2 separate regions of the Rattus norvegicus genome follow, and region 1 is linked to region 2. A link is a contact called in public Hi-C data. All regions are on one chromosome and are shown on one strand. The core of a region is the stretch at or near the end of the contact, and the rest is flanking DNA. Distances in the headings are between cores, read along the strand shown.

Region 1 (6,517 bases), core at 3,319-5,818, 160 kb before region 2:
TCCGCGCCAGGGAAGCCTGAGTTTGGTTTCCACGTTATGTGAAGGGTATATAAGGCGGCCTTGGGAAGCCCTGAGGCATAATGGGGCAAGGCTGGGCTTTAGGTTCCACGAAACTTCCGCTGGGTTGCCTTAGCCTCTTGAGAGTCTGGGCTGCGCTTCCAGGTGGACTGATAAAAACTGCCCACCCTTGGCGTAAGCGATTGTCTACACGGTGTTCTCTGCCGGGGGGGGGGGGGGTGGGGTGGGGGGGGTGGGGGGTGGGGTGGTTCTGCTGAGCTCTCTCCTCATGCTATTGAGTTCAGTTCTCCTCACAGTCAAGCGCCAGTCATTTCCTTTTTACTGTTGAAGAACCTACTCATTATGCTAAATGTTTGTGCCCCGCCCCCAGTTTATACTCCGAAGCCTAATCCCCAGCATGACTTGGAGAAGGAATCTGTATCAAAATAATTGAGGCTAAAAGAGACCGTAAGGGTCAGAGCCTATTCAGTTGAACTAGTGTCCCAAAATGGGGCATCAGAGAACGCCTTGTGCCTAAAGGCCATGTGGGGACACAGGGAAAAGCAAACATCAGCAACCTAAGGGTAAAGATGTCACAAGACACGGAGCCTTCTAGCAGGTTGATCTTGGACTTCGCCTCCAAAACTTCAAGAAAGCCCATTTCTGCTGCCAGAGCAGCCTTGTTTGCAGCGTTTTGTTCCAGCACCTGGCGTTAATTATAACTTAACCTGGGGAGGGTAGTTTCCCCGACACAGATAACAAGTGCTATACCCAGGACTTGTACTTAGGACTGCTTGTGAGTAAATAAGATAATGCAGATAAATCAAAGCTGAGGCAGGAGGATTGCAGATTATCTGAAGCAGGAGGCAGGAAGTTGCCAGGCATTGGCAAACCAGCCAGAAGCTATGTAGCAAAATATAGCTTTCTCAAAATCAAAGCAAACGAGGACAAAAAGAAACAAACACACATAGATACACTAGTACACCAACTTGTGTTGGAACACTCTTTGTTACTCTTTGCAACTCTTTGTTACTCTAGGTTCTAGAGTAACAGTGTAACCAGTGTAGGTGCCCAGCAACAGAGGGTGCATAAAAAAAACATGCTCTATATACACACAGTGGAATTTTTCTTTTAAACCAAAAAAGAAGGGAAAAGTTAGAGATGGAGAGATAGCTCAGCAGTTAAGGATGCGTGCTGTTCTTCCAGAGCCTGGGTCTGGCTCCCAGCACACACATCAGGCAGCTCATAACTCCTGTATCTCCAGAGGATCCAACTCCCTTCTTCTGGTCTCCATGAGCATCCAAACTCGACTCACTTGAATACTGCGCGCATGCACACACGCGCGCGCGCACACACACACACACACACACACACACACACACACAAATACATATAATTTCTGGTTATTTTGGTTTTTTGCTTGTTTTCTGTGTGTGTGGCTTGCTTGCTTATTTATTTATTTATTTATTTATTTATTTATTTATTTATTTATTTTTGAAATAGTGTCTATGTAGCCCTGGTTGTCCTAGAACTTGATAGGTAGACCAGGCTATTCTCAAGCCCACAGAGATCTGCCTGACTCTGCCTACCAAGTGTAGGGATTAAACCATCCTAGCTCACATCTTTAAAAAAAAATCTGGGTAATTATAACTGTCTAGAGGGACAAGGTACAAATGGGAGAGGGTTGGAGAAACAGCAGGGGGACAAAGTATGGGTGAGAATATGTTCAACCTAAACACTTGGATGAAAACCTTAAAATTAATTTAATTTAAAAAACACCCCACTGGGCTCGGTGGTTAAGAGCATTGGCTGCTCTTCCAGAGGTCCTGAGTTCAATTCCCAGCAACCACATGGTGGCTCACAACCATCTGTAATGGGATCTGATGCCCTCTTCCGGTGTGTCTGAAAATAGCTACAGTGTACTTGTATAAATTAAATAAGTAAATAAATAAATAATCTTAATACACATGCACACATACATACAGACAGACAGTATGAATAAAATCCTAGCAAGGTGTGATAAACTATACTTTTTTTTTTTTTTTTTTGGTTCTTTTTTTCGGAGCTGGGGACCGAACCCAGGGCCTTGCGCTTCCTAGGCAAGCACTCTACCACTGAGCTAAATCCCCAACCCCGATAAACTATACTCTTAAAAAGGCTTCTGGGTTGGGGTTGGGGATTTAGCTCAGTGGTAGAGCGCTTGCCTAGCAAGTGCAAGGCCCTGGGTTCGGTCCCCAGCTCCGGAAAAAAAAAAAAAGATGAAAAAAAAAAAAAAAAGGGTTTCTGGGCTGGAGAGATGACTCAATGGTTAAGAGCACTGACTGCTCTTTCAGAGGTCCTGAGTTCAATTCCCAGCAACCACATGGTGGTTCACAACCATCTGTAATGGGATCCGATGCCCTCTTCTGGTGTGTCTGAAGACAGCTACAGTGTGCTCATATACATAAAATAAATAAATCTTCTAAAAAATGGTTTCTAATATTCTCACTTAAGTCTAGAAGTTAAACCCACAAGACTATAACTGGTGGGGTGAGTTATTTTGCAACCCATTAAGGGAGCCATGGCACAAGTCAGAGGTGAAGGAAATACACTCGACTCCAGTCTCAAGTGGCTGCAGCTCCTGCCTTCTGCTCCCAGAAACTCAGGAGCCAGCTCCCCTGACAGGAGGCCTTCTTTGTGCAAGCAGAGTCTCCTGGGGCTTCAAAGCCTCCCAGACTCCCAGCTGGGTTCTCAGACAGGCACACACATCCCCCTAACCCATCTGTCAAGTGACTGCCCTGTTTAAATCTGTCTCTGCCTTATCCATGACCTGCTGGGATAGCATTGCTTGCTCTCTGGTAAGGAAGGCAGGGACTGACTAGACCTCGGGTCACAGAAGATATCACTGGACACTTGCAAAATCTATACAACAGCTCTATCATAACCGGGCTGCAAGGAGGAAAATCCTAGACCTAGGGGACTGGTGTGGTTGGAATCACCACTGAGACCTCGGTGACAATTGTCAGAGGAGAGTTGGATCATAAGTCTGTACATGTACAAATTTGAGCCCACTCAGTCCAAGTGCCCTGGGTTCAGGCCCTGGTGCACTATACCCACAAAGGCCTGGGGATGTGGCTCAAGTCTGTAGGGTGCTTGCTAACGAGCAGAGTTCTAGGTTTGATCATCAGCCCTGTAGAAACTGGCATGGGATGGGGTACACGCCTGTAATCTCAGCACTCCAGAGTGGTGGACAGGTAAGGGGGTCAGAAGTCCTATCTTTTACTACATGTAGAACTTAAGGCCCGCTTGGGGAACATGAGAGCCAGTCTGAGAGAGAGAAGAGAAGAGAAGAGAAGAGAAGAGAAGAGAAGAGAAGAGAAGAGAAGAGAAGAGAAGAGAGAAAAGAGGAGAGGAGAGGAGAGGAAAGAGAGGAGAGAGAGGAGAGAGAAAGAGAAGAGAAAGAGAAGAGAAAGGAGAGAAGGGAGGACAGAGAAGAGAGAAATAAGAGAGGAGAGAGGGAGGAGAGAGGAGAGAGAGAAGAGAAGAGACAGGAGAGAGAGAGGAAAGAGGAGAGAGAGAGAGAGAGAAGAAAAGAGAAGAGAAGAGAAGAGAGGAGAGGAGAGGAGAGACAGACACAGAAGAGAGGAGAGGAAGGAGAAAGAGAACCCAGCTGGCCAGGGTGACTCTCTCCTTGGGCTGGGGGGTCTTTGTCCCACCCAGCAGGTGTGAATGGGGATTATGAAGCTGCCACAGACCTCATCCTCACTTCTTCCTGACAGCTCTAAGCTTCTAGGACTTGTTCTTAGGCTATTTTTAACTTGTCCTTTCTTTTTAAAAAATTACACTAGAGGAGCTTAATCAGCCCCATTTGGCTTTGTGCAGAGGAAGAAAATTTGCAGACATTACCCAAGAACTGCTACAGAACACCGTGGCTGCCTGGCAGGCCTATTCAGGCAGCCCTCTCTCTCATTGGTGCAATAGTTTATTTTTGGATGGCAGCCTCCACACATCACACTCAACACCACACAGGGGCTCATTGTGAATCTAAAAGAAACACAAGATGTAGGTGAGGGAGTCAGGGAAGTCAGTCCCAGCTTCAGATGGGAAGGGAGGGGGAAGAGCCTGGCACCGGGAATTTCTGGCTGCCCTCTGAAGCTTCCAGCACCCCACACCCGCACACTCTCCGTTCTTCAGTTCTTCACCTCGGCAGCTGGTCAGCCAGCAGCAGGAATGGCTGGAGACCAATGGAAGAGGCACCTGGCTCCTCGGAGTTTACCCTGTGAAACTCACACATCTAAACCGCCCCCGGCATCACCAACAAAGCAAACGACAAAAGAGTTCAATTGTAGCAAAGGGTAAGACACTGTAAACACAGTGGCTCTCCATCCACCCAAACGCAGGAATCCACCCCGTCAAAGCTGAATGACCCAGGATCCAAGTCACAAACTGCACTGCTAACCCCGGGAGTGGCATAGCCCTTGTTCTTTGGACTTCAACTAAAGTATCATCCTGCCGGGTAGGTCACTAAAGCCCCGTTGTTGTTCATGCTCAGACTGCCGATCATTCCAAAGTCCTCTGGCCACTCTTGCCACCGGCGTGTCCCTGTCCTTCATGGGGCCTGGAGTTGCTGACTGCAGTGTGTGATACTCAGATAGTGTGTATCTGCTCACTCATGGTGTGCGTGAGGTCTGGGAGAGAGGGAGGGATTTCATTTCATCCTCCCAGAACCCTGTTGGTATTAAAATGCAGCCAGCCAGCAGGATTTGTCTTTAGAATCCACGTTATTCTGAACCTTCCACGACTGTGGAGAAGATGGGGGTGCTCACCACAAGGAGGCTAAGGGGCTGCCCAGTCGTCTTGCATAGAAGAAATGACTTTCAGAATACTGAGAAGTGAAGGTGACATTCTCAAGGGACAGCACTTGTTTTAATGTTTTGCTGATTTATACAACTCATATTAAAATTCGAAGGTAGATGGGGTTAGGGCAGTAATTTTTTTCTGAGTTGCCTCTCACGTCTAGTGCTCATAATGAAAAAAGGCAAACAAGTTTGTTTAGACGTTTGATGATTGATTAAACAGTTAAAACAACCACTGGGCCTGGAGGGGAATGTAGCTCCCTTGGTAGAGTGCTAGCTTAGCAAACACCAAGCCTTGGATTTGATCCCAAGAACTTTGTGAACTAGATGTGGTGGGGTACACCTCCCAGCACTGGGGGAGAAGCCAAAAGATCACAATGACAAGTCCTTCTTGCACATGTGGGGAGTTTGAGGCCATCCAGAGCTCTGTAAGTCTTCATTTGGGGGTTGGGGAGCAGGAAAAAAAGAACTGAAAATGAGTGTCCTGACATAGGGAACCATGGAACCTAAACTCTGCTTCCTAGAACCCCACTCAGTCAACACAAGAGTCATGTGACCTCATGGGCATGGGAATCACCCCCACCAGCAAATAAAGCAATTACTTCTGCGGTGGGTCCCATGGATCATGGATGTCTAGTGTCCTAAGATGAGACATCAGAGAACACCCAAGGGCCATGTGGGGACACAGGGAAAAGCAAATCAGCAACCTAAGGGTAAAGAGGTCATAAGACACGGAGCCTTCTAGCAGGTTGATCTTGGACTTCGTTGTCGCCTCCAAACCTTGAAGGAAGCCCATCTCTGCTCACCCCTAAGAGTATTCACATAGGGTCCCATAGGTTAGGGGCCAGTCCCGTGGTTGCCTCTTTTAACTCTGAATGCCAGTAGCAAGTCTCAGGTTGTGGCCCATACTTCCAACTGAGTAGCTACAGGCTGGGACCTCATCATCCCTTCTTGAGTTTAATTTGCCAGGACTCATGGACCTCGGGAATGTACTCAGTGAGTTATTGTGGGGAAAATTATAGAATAGCAGAGCTTCATGGGGCGGAGTAGGAAAGTACAGGATCAGAACTCGTAGACCTCTGTAGGCGTGCTGCCTTGATCTGAGAGCTCCCTGAATATTTCTTTGGGGTGGGGATGGGGGTGGTTTGAGGCTCTGCTCACACACGTTTGTGGTTCAGTCATTGATCACAAGTGGGCACGTCACCTCCAGCTTCACTCACAGATGTCAGGGGAAATGAAGACCGGAGTCCTGGCCCTCTGACTCTTAACTTACTTCCACCAGCCCCAATTTGGAAAGTTTCTTAAAAACTACCAGTCCTCAGCGCCCATCTCGGCACGGAAGGAATTAAAGACAGCAGCAGCAACAATCCACGACTCCCAAGATTCCGGAAGAAGCTGTAGGAGTTGTGTGACAGGACACGAGGCCAACGATGAAATACCTATTTCATAATCTCACACAGGTGGTTATTATGGGCCATTACAGAGTCCCAGAAAAAGGGACTTTCCTGGGCCTTCCTCGTGTGTGAGTGGTTTATAGCCCTCTTTAACTCCTTAAGGCCTTGTCCTTAAGACCTTGATAAGACCATGTCTTTAGCTCCTTGAGACCCTATTAGGATCTTCCAGAGAGTTACACACCATGAGCCACAGGCAGATGTATAGATTAGGCAATGTATAGACAGGTGACA
Region 2 (6,738 bases), core at 2,828-5,327:
GTCAGCATCGGGGTCATGTGAAAGTGCCGGTTTGTTTATGGCAATGGCAAATTTTCCATGCTGATGCTGTGGCAACGGAGGGTTAGCAGCTGCGGAACAAAGGACTCTGGGTCATCAGTGAGTTCAGACACCTGACTCTTCTTGGGTTCAAGGTTGTAGCTTCTCCGATGTCACTCCCTTAAGAACAGGTCCTAGGTATAACCTCTCTTTCCTTCTTGTCCCTGTAGCCCGTGCCTCACTTCAATCCCCACGTCTTTTGACATAAAACATCCAACCCCCGTATCTCTTTAAACTTTTTTTTTTTTTTTTTGGTTCTTTTTTTTCCGGAGCTGGGGACCGAACCCAGGGCCTTGAGCTTCCTAGGCAAGCGCTCTACCACTGAGCTAAATCCCCAACCCCCTCATTAAACTTTTAATAGAGTTGTTGGTCTGGGATTCATTAACCTGTTGTCTGCTGTAAAATATACAGAAGATGAAATAATGCGTGGCTTTGTGTACAAACGATTGGGCCCTCAGGGTACGGAGCTGCGTCCAACAAAGATGAACCTAGCTGGAGTCTAGTGATAACAATGACGTAAGATGGGTGCCTGGCACATGCTAGGTGTCAGAGTTGGTTGAATAAGTAAACGTGGGGCAGGCTGATGACTTCTCATGTAGTATAGGACGAAGTGGTTTGAATGAGAACAGCTCTGTAGGCTCGTGATTGAGTGTTTGGTTCCCAGTTGGGCTGTTTAGGAAGGATGATCAGATGTGGGCTTGTTAGAGGAGGGGTGTGACTGGGCTTTGAGGTTCCAGTATCTCTGCCTCCTGCCTAGGGGTCAGATGTAAGTCTCCGGCTACTCCTCCAGTCACATGCCTCCCGCTGCCAGGCTCCCACCATGATGGCTGTGGGCCCACCTTCTGGACTTGTAGTAAGCCCTCAATTAAATCCTCTTGAAACCAAGTTGCCGTGGCCATGGTGTCTCTTCACAGCAATAGGACAGTAACTGAGACAGACACAGGGTGGCTCTGTATGGCCACTTCCTCAGTAGAAATGCTTCCTGTTCGGAAAAGAGGGAGGGAGGGGAAGAGGGGTGTTTTTGTGTGTGTGTGTGTGTGTGTGTGTGTGTGTGTGTGTGTGTGTGTGGTGTGGTGTGTGGTGTGTGTGTGTGTGTGGTGTGTATGGTGTGTGGTGTGTGTGTGTGTGTGTGTGTTAGCACTCAGTATACCGGCTTCTGCATTAGCTGCTCCTTGACTGGCCATTTTTTCCTCCAGGGGAGGGAAGGGAAGGTGAAGGAAGGGGATGTGGTCTCTCTCTCTCTCTCTCTCTCTCTCTCTCTCTCTCTCTCACTCACACACACACACACACACACACGTGAGAGGGAGAGAGAAATGTGTGTGTGTGTGTGTGTGTGTGTGTGTGTGTGAATATAGTGACCAATGTTCACCCCCTTTCAGTCATGCTCAGGTCTTAGGACCTTAGGTTATAAAATCATTCCTTTGCCAGAAGGTAAACAGGAAAGCAAAGAATTAAAATCCACTAGGGAAGAGTTTGACTTGGTAAACAAATTCTCTTGACAGCAAGGGGACAAAGGGGACCTTATGGTGGCAAAGAGCTTTGAATGAAGAGGGCTCAAAGCCAAGTCTGTGGGTGAGAGGGCTTGCTTCTTAGGGTGTGGCTTACCAGCAGCTGTTGCCCCTGGAGGTTTGTAGGAATGGCCGTTCTTGGCCTCCAGCCAGCATGACTGTCTGTGACCCTGTTTTAATGAGACTTTGAATCATGTAGACCTGGGAAATGCAAGCTTAGGACATGGGAGTGAGACCTGAGAATGGTTTTTATAAAAGTAGGTCAGAGTTACGTTTGGAGGGTGCATCCGGTTGCAGATGTGACAAAGCAAAGGGCTGTTTGGAGAGGCAGGAGTCTGAAACTGATAACCAAGCTGGGGAGAGTGGGCTGGAGACAGGGCTCGGTGTGAAGAGTGCTTGCTGCTCTTTCAGAGAACCTGAGTTCAGTTTCTAACACCCAAGTCCTGCAGCTCTTGGCCACCAATAATTTCAGCTGCAGAGGATCGGACGCCCTCTCCTGGCCTCTACGGGCGCCTGCGCTTGTGCACATGTGCACACAGAGACAATGCACACTCATAACTGGACTGGACACTTAAGGGTTCTTTGGAAAGTTGGTTGGGTGGCAAAGGCACGTTTAGCTAAAGTGGACAGGGGTGGGAGATGAAGGCAGAGAATGTTTGGCTGAAGCAGACGCAGGTGAACGCATGTTCTGTTAAAGCACCGATGTGGAAGGACGCCGCCGGGTTGGTGTATCCCTGAAGTGTTTGTGGGTGAATGGAGCTGCCGTTTGTGACCTGTGAATTGAACTGCCGATTTCCAGACAACACAGAAAGGGAGTGGCTCCAAAGAATCTTTCTAAACAGCTCCCCTCCTCCCCACCCCTGTCCTTTCTGCTGGTGGTGGTGGTGGGCTAAAAAGGAGGTTAAAAGAGTTCAAGAACCATCATTAAAAATAGGTTTTGAAAAAATTAAAGTTACACATAATTTTTAAAAAGTCTTTATAAAGGAGACACACACACACGGGGGGGGGAGGGGGGAGAACAGGGAGAGGGGGAGAGAGATACCGGGAGAAGGCAAGGGTCAGGCAGTATTTCCACCTTTTGTTTGTGCTCTGTCAGATCTACTTCTGGTTGTGTGGGAACTACATGACCAGATTTGCATCTTGATCACTTGGGCCCGAGTGAGGCTGAAGGGCAGAGAAATCAAGAGTTTTGCAGGGAGGCAGTGAGTGTCCTAGCTCAGGTAGTGGCCGCGCAAATGGAAAAGGCAGGGGCGGACTTAAGATATTTTAGGTGGCAATATGATGATCAAAGGCTCCATTTGTGTGTGGATTGGAAGTGGGAGGCTGGAGGAGCAGTATTAGTGGGCGGTTGCGCGTGGTGAACTGCCGGAAGAATCCGAGAATAAGCAGGTCTGAGAAGGGAAATTGTGAGTTCGGTTTTCAACACGTTCAGCCCAGGTGAACAGAAAACGTGTGGGAGGGGAGAAGAGAAGGAATCAGGGAAAGGGTGGAGAACCGGATGAGTCAAGGAGGGTGGAGGAGGAAGACGATGAGCAGGACACAAGGCCGTGCCCAGATTTCCGTGCCCAGATTTGGGGCTACTGTGGTACACCTTGCTGTGCTTCCCGTTTTATTTCCTGCTTCCTCCGAACGGGATTTAGCAAATGGGTTGAACCCCGAAAAAGTGCTTAGAATTTGACTTCTGGCTTCCTATCTGGTAACCAATTTGTTGTCACCGCCATTTGCTCTGTGAAAACAGAAAGAAAATTAAGTTATTTAAAACTGTGGTTCAAGACCAAAATAGTCTTCCCATAGTGTTCCTGAGTGAATACCTTTGTGTCTGCTCCAACACGATTTTTTTTTTCTTTTTTTTCGGAGCTGGGGACCGAACCCAGGGCCTGCAAGCGCTCTACCACTGAGCTAAATCCCCCAACCCCTCCAACACATTTTTTAAAGTGGAATAATCTCTGTCTCTCTGTCTGTCTCCCTCTCTCTTTCACTGTCCTTGGAGCTGTGGACTACTTTCTTCCTGCCAAATCTTTCCCATCTGCGAACTTTCACAGCTGTTTTACACCTTAAACCCCAGCAGTGGCTAGCAGCCTGTCTGGGGATAGTCTCATGATCGTTTCGTATTTGGCAATCTGGGCTCCTGTGCACGCCCCACACTTCTGTGTGTGTCAGAGGAAGGAACTCCATAAGAACTTGGAATCTCTCCTCCACACTCCTCCAGCCAACAGAAGCCAAAGGTCGCCATGTGATTTGGTGAGTTCGTGCAAGAGAAAGAAAAGTACTCCCTCCTGGACCCCGTCGCTCTTGCCAGGCTCCAACATGGCCGGCCAAACGGAGTCCTTCCAGAACATCCCTCTCCAGCCTTCCGCGCTCCCGTTTCACCTTCCGTCCGCCGCGCTCCCCAGGGTCAGGACCCAGGAGCCAGACAACCGCCTCGCTTCCCGACCCCCACGCGAGACCCGCCCACCGCCTCGCGTCCGCCAATCGAAGGCCGTTCTGAGGCGACTGGCAGGCCCGTCCGGCCCCGCCCCCAGCCTCGCTGTGGCCTGCGGCTTCCCGGCCAGTAGCGCCGCTGTCGGTCGCGCGGGCCGATCGTGTGGACACCGTCGTGTCGCGGGCGCTTGCCTCGGGCCACAGCGCAGCGCCGGGACCGTCATCCCCGCGGCGTCGAGCATGGACTTCGAGGACGGTGAGCGGCGCGCGGGGCGGGCCGCCGCGGCGGGCGGGCGGGAGGGCGGCGGGCGGCCTGCGCCGGGGGTCTGTTTACCGCCTCAAGATGGCCGTGTGGCTTTGTTCTGTGGGCCGCGCGGCGGCCGCGGGCCGGGGCGGGAGCCCCGTGGTCCCGGAGCCGCACGCGAGGGTGCGGCCGACGGGAGCCTTGCTCCCTAGGGGGTCGGCCTCTCTGCGAGCCCCGCGGCCTCGCCCGCGGCCGCCTGCAACTTCCCGGCCTGGCCGAGCGGTGACCCAGCTCACGGGGCCCTCGGGGCAGCGACCCGGTGGCGGGTGGAGCCGGTCCTCACCGCGTTGCCCCGGGCTCTGGAATCTTGCTCGACACAGGCTGCCTCGGGCTCATGCGGTGCTTCTCTGTGAGGCGAGTAAAAAGGGCGTCCCTAAGCTTAGTTCCATCGAGGTGGGCTTCGCTTCCCTCAGAAGCAAAATCTGCAAGTTATTACCACGTAGCAGACCGGGCTGTTTGATATCTCACCTGCTTTACCTGCTTGTGAATACCTCATCTGAAACAGTTCCTTGACAGTAGTGCATCTTTATTTAAAGGATGGCGGTGGTGGGGCTTGTGTATGGATGCTGCCTAAGTTAGAATTCTGGCACGGCGAGCCCCAGATGCCCTTCACGTTCAGCTAGATCGGTGCACAGCACTCCTAGTTGGACTTGCTGATTAAATAAACCGATTTGTAAGGTTGCTTTTCAGACCTCTCTGCACTAGTTCTTACAGCCGTTCTGCCCAGGGCGGTGAAGTACAGTTAATTTGACATCTTCAGACCTTGCTCAACTTTTATAGGAATCAGTGTCACGATAAAGCGATCTATAGTAGTGACAGTGTTAGGAGACAGTTTAGGATTAAACTGGGTGTAATCTCCAGGAACTAGGTATTTCTAAATAAAACCGGTCCATTTCTTGTTATGGAAGCCTCTGCCTCCACCAGAAATGGACTTTGACACTGAATAAGGTGTGATTTTAGCATATGTTGTATTGCATGAACTTCTGATTTTTGATTTGCTACAAGAAGTTAAGGTTGTTAAGTGTAAGTATAGGAGAAAGAATCACCCCTTTCGGAGTACTTTTCAGTCGCTTTGAAGTAGTTTAGCTCTTCGGAATAGCTTGTGCTTTTAGTACTGGACTGTGACTCATTCTGATGTAGGTGACTCTAAATTACAACTCTTTGCAATAGCCAGAGTTGACATTGAAAAGAAAAAGTATGTTTTAGACCAAAGTTTGATGACACTACCAACGTATGTGGTGTGCCAGAAGTTAACCTTGTAGTGTGTGTGCAGAGTGAGGGGAGTCAGTCAGTGAGGAAATCCATTTTCTGTAGAGAATTGAAAAAATAGCTGTCAAATTTGGAGTGTTTGCTTTCACTATAATGATAACAAAAATAACAATGTTAGTGATAATCTCTTAACTGCCCATCCCTAGCCACCACTGCTGCAGTTGGGCTGTAGATTTGAGTATGTCTGAGTCTGAACCTGTCGTGTGCCAGGATTTGGTTATATCTAGAAACTCTATTAAATTCTGTTCTTTCAGTCTTTATTTGTTGAGTTAAATAAAGGCTTTACCATTATGCCTGGATGGATACAGCCCACACACTCATACATATATGCATATGTGTTTTTACACAAGCTTCTGAAGTATTTAGAGAGAACAGATGACGTGGTAAAACAAATGCTGACCTTGACACATTTGTATCCCACAAGATCAGTTTCCACATCCATCACCCTCTTTGAAAGTTTGTTTTACCTTTACTTGATGTAAATTAAATTAATACTGGGTCTCCTCTTTTGGCAGTTACAAATATGGACATAAACTAGTTTTTATATTGCCAGTAGGCAGGGAAGGAGTAATATGTTTCCCCACGTGCATATTTGTAGTTATTCGAACCCCAGTTTTTTTTGTAATTGATTTAATGACTGAGTAGATGAGTATGCAGATCTGGGCTTTGCTCACAGCACACTAATTCCTTGCTGTTTCTGTGTCTTCGTAGATTATGTGCACTCTACGTGCAGGAGTGCTTACCAGGACTTCAACGGTGAGTGTCCTCTCCCGTCTCCTTTTAACCTTGCTGAGCCGATATAGCTTGGCTTTTCTCCTCATATCCATGGAGACACAAATGTTAATGCAGGAAGCCCGTGCCACTTTGTTTCAGATGTTCTTTTGACTTTTGATTTATAAATCTCAGTGTTAATGTCAGACTAAATATAGCGTTTGTTTTTCTGGTGTGTGTGTGCGTGTGTGTGTGTGTGTGTGTGTGTGTGTGTGCGTGCGTGCGTGCGAGAGAGAGAGAGAGAGAGAGAGAGAGAGAGAGAGAGATTGTGAACATGTACACTTGCTAGAGTCTGAAGAAGCCATCCGGGTCTTCTGCCACACTGATGTCTCCAGTTCTGTGTACAGTGTTTGAACTTGGGATCAGAAGAAGAAGTTAGGTTACTTGGACTTTGCATCTGTTTTATTT

What was found. A called contact is a pair of places that touch in the nucleus more often than the background predicts.
Region 1: a contact with region 2 is called in a Hi-C map of liver, with 4 times the contacts expected there. The contact joins the enhancer-like site here to the promoter of Zfp326 in region 2. A contact is called at or near these places in 12 of 12 Hi-C or Micro-C datasets (the A7r5 cell line, the Rat2 cell line, Schwann cells and 7 more) and 1 of 1 datasets of contacts at active chromatin or transcription factors (oligodendrocytes).

What each region holds. Positions count from the first base shown.
Region 1 is chr14:4,446,197-4,452,713 of GRCr8, reverse strand. No RefSeq gene overlaps it. Among named protein-coding and RNA genes, the nearest start is that of Lrrc8d, 99 kb to the right of the region's middle. Within about 2 kb of position 4,568, at least 13 of the 93 cell types and tissues checked have an H3K27ac peak or open chromatin away from gene starts, as enhancers often do. A contact at or near this core is called in hepatocytes, kidney and liver, where this site is marked.
Region 2 is chr14:4,282,598-4,289,335 of GRCr8, reverse strand. Zfp326 (zinc finger protein 326) reads left to right here and starts at 4,077. Exons shown (of 11, transcript XM_039092634.2): 1 at 4,077-4,242. The coding sequence starts at 4,227.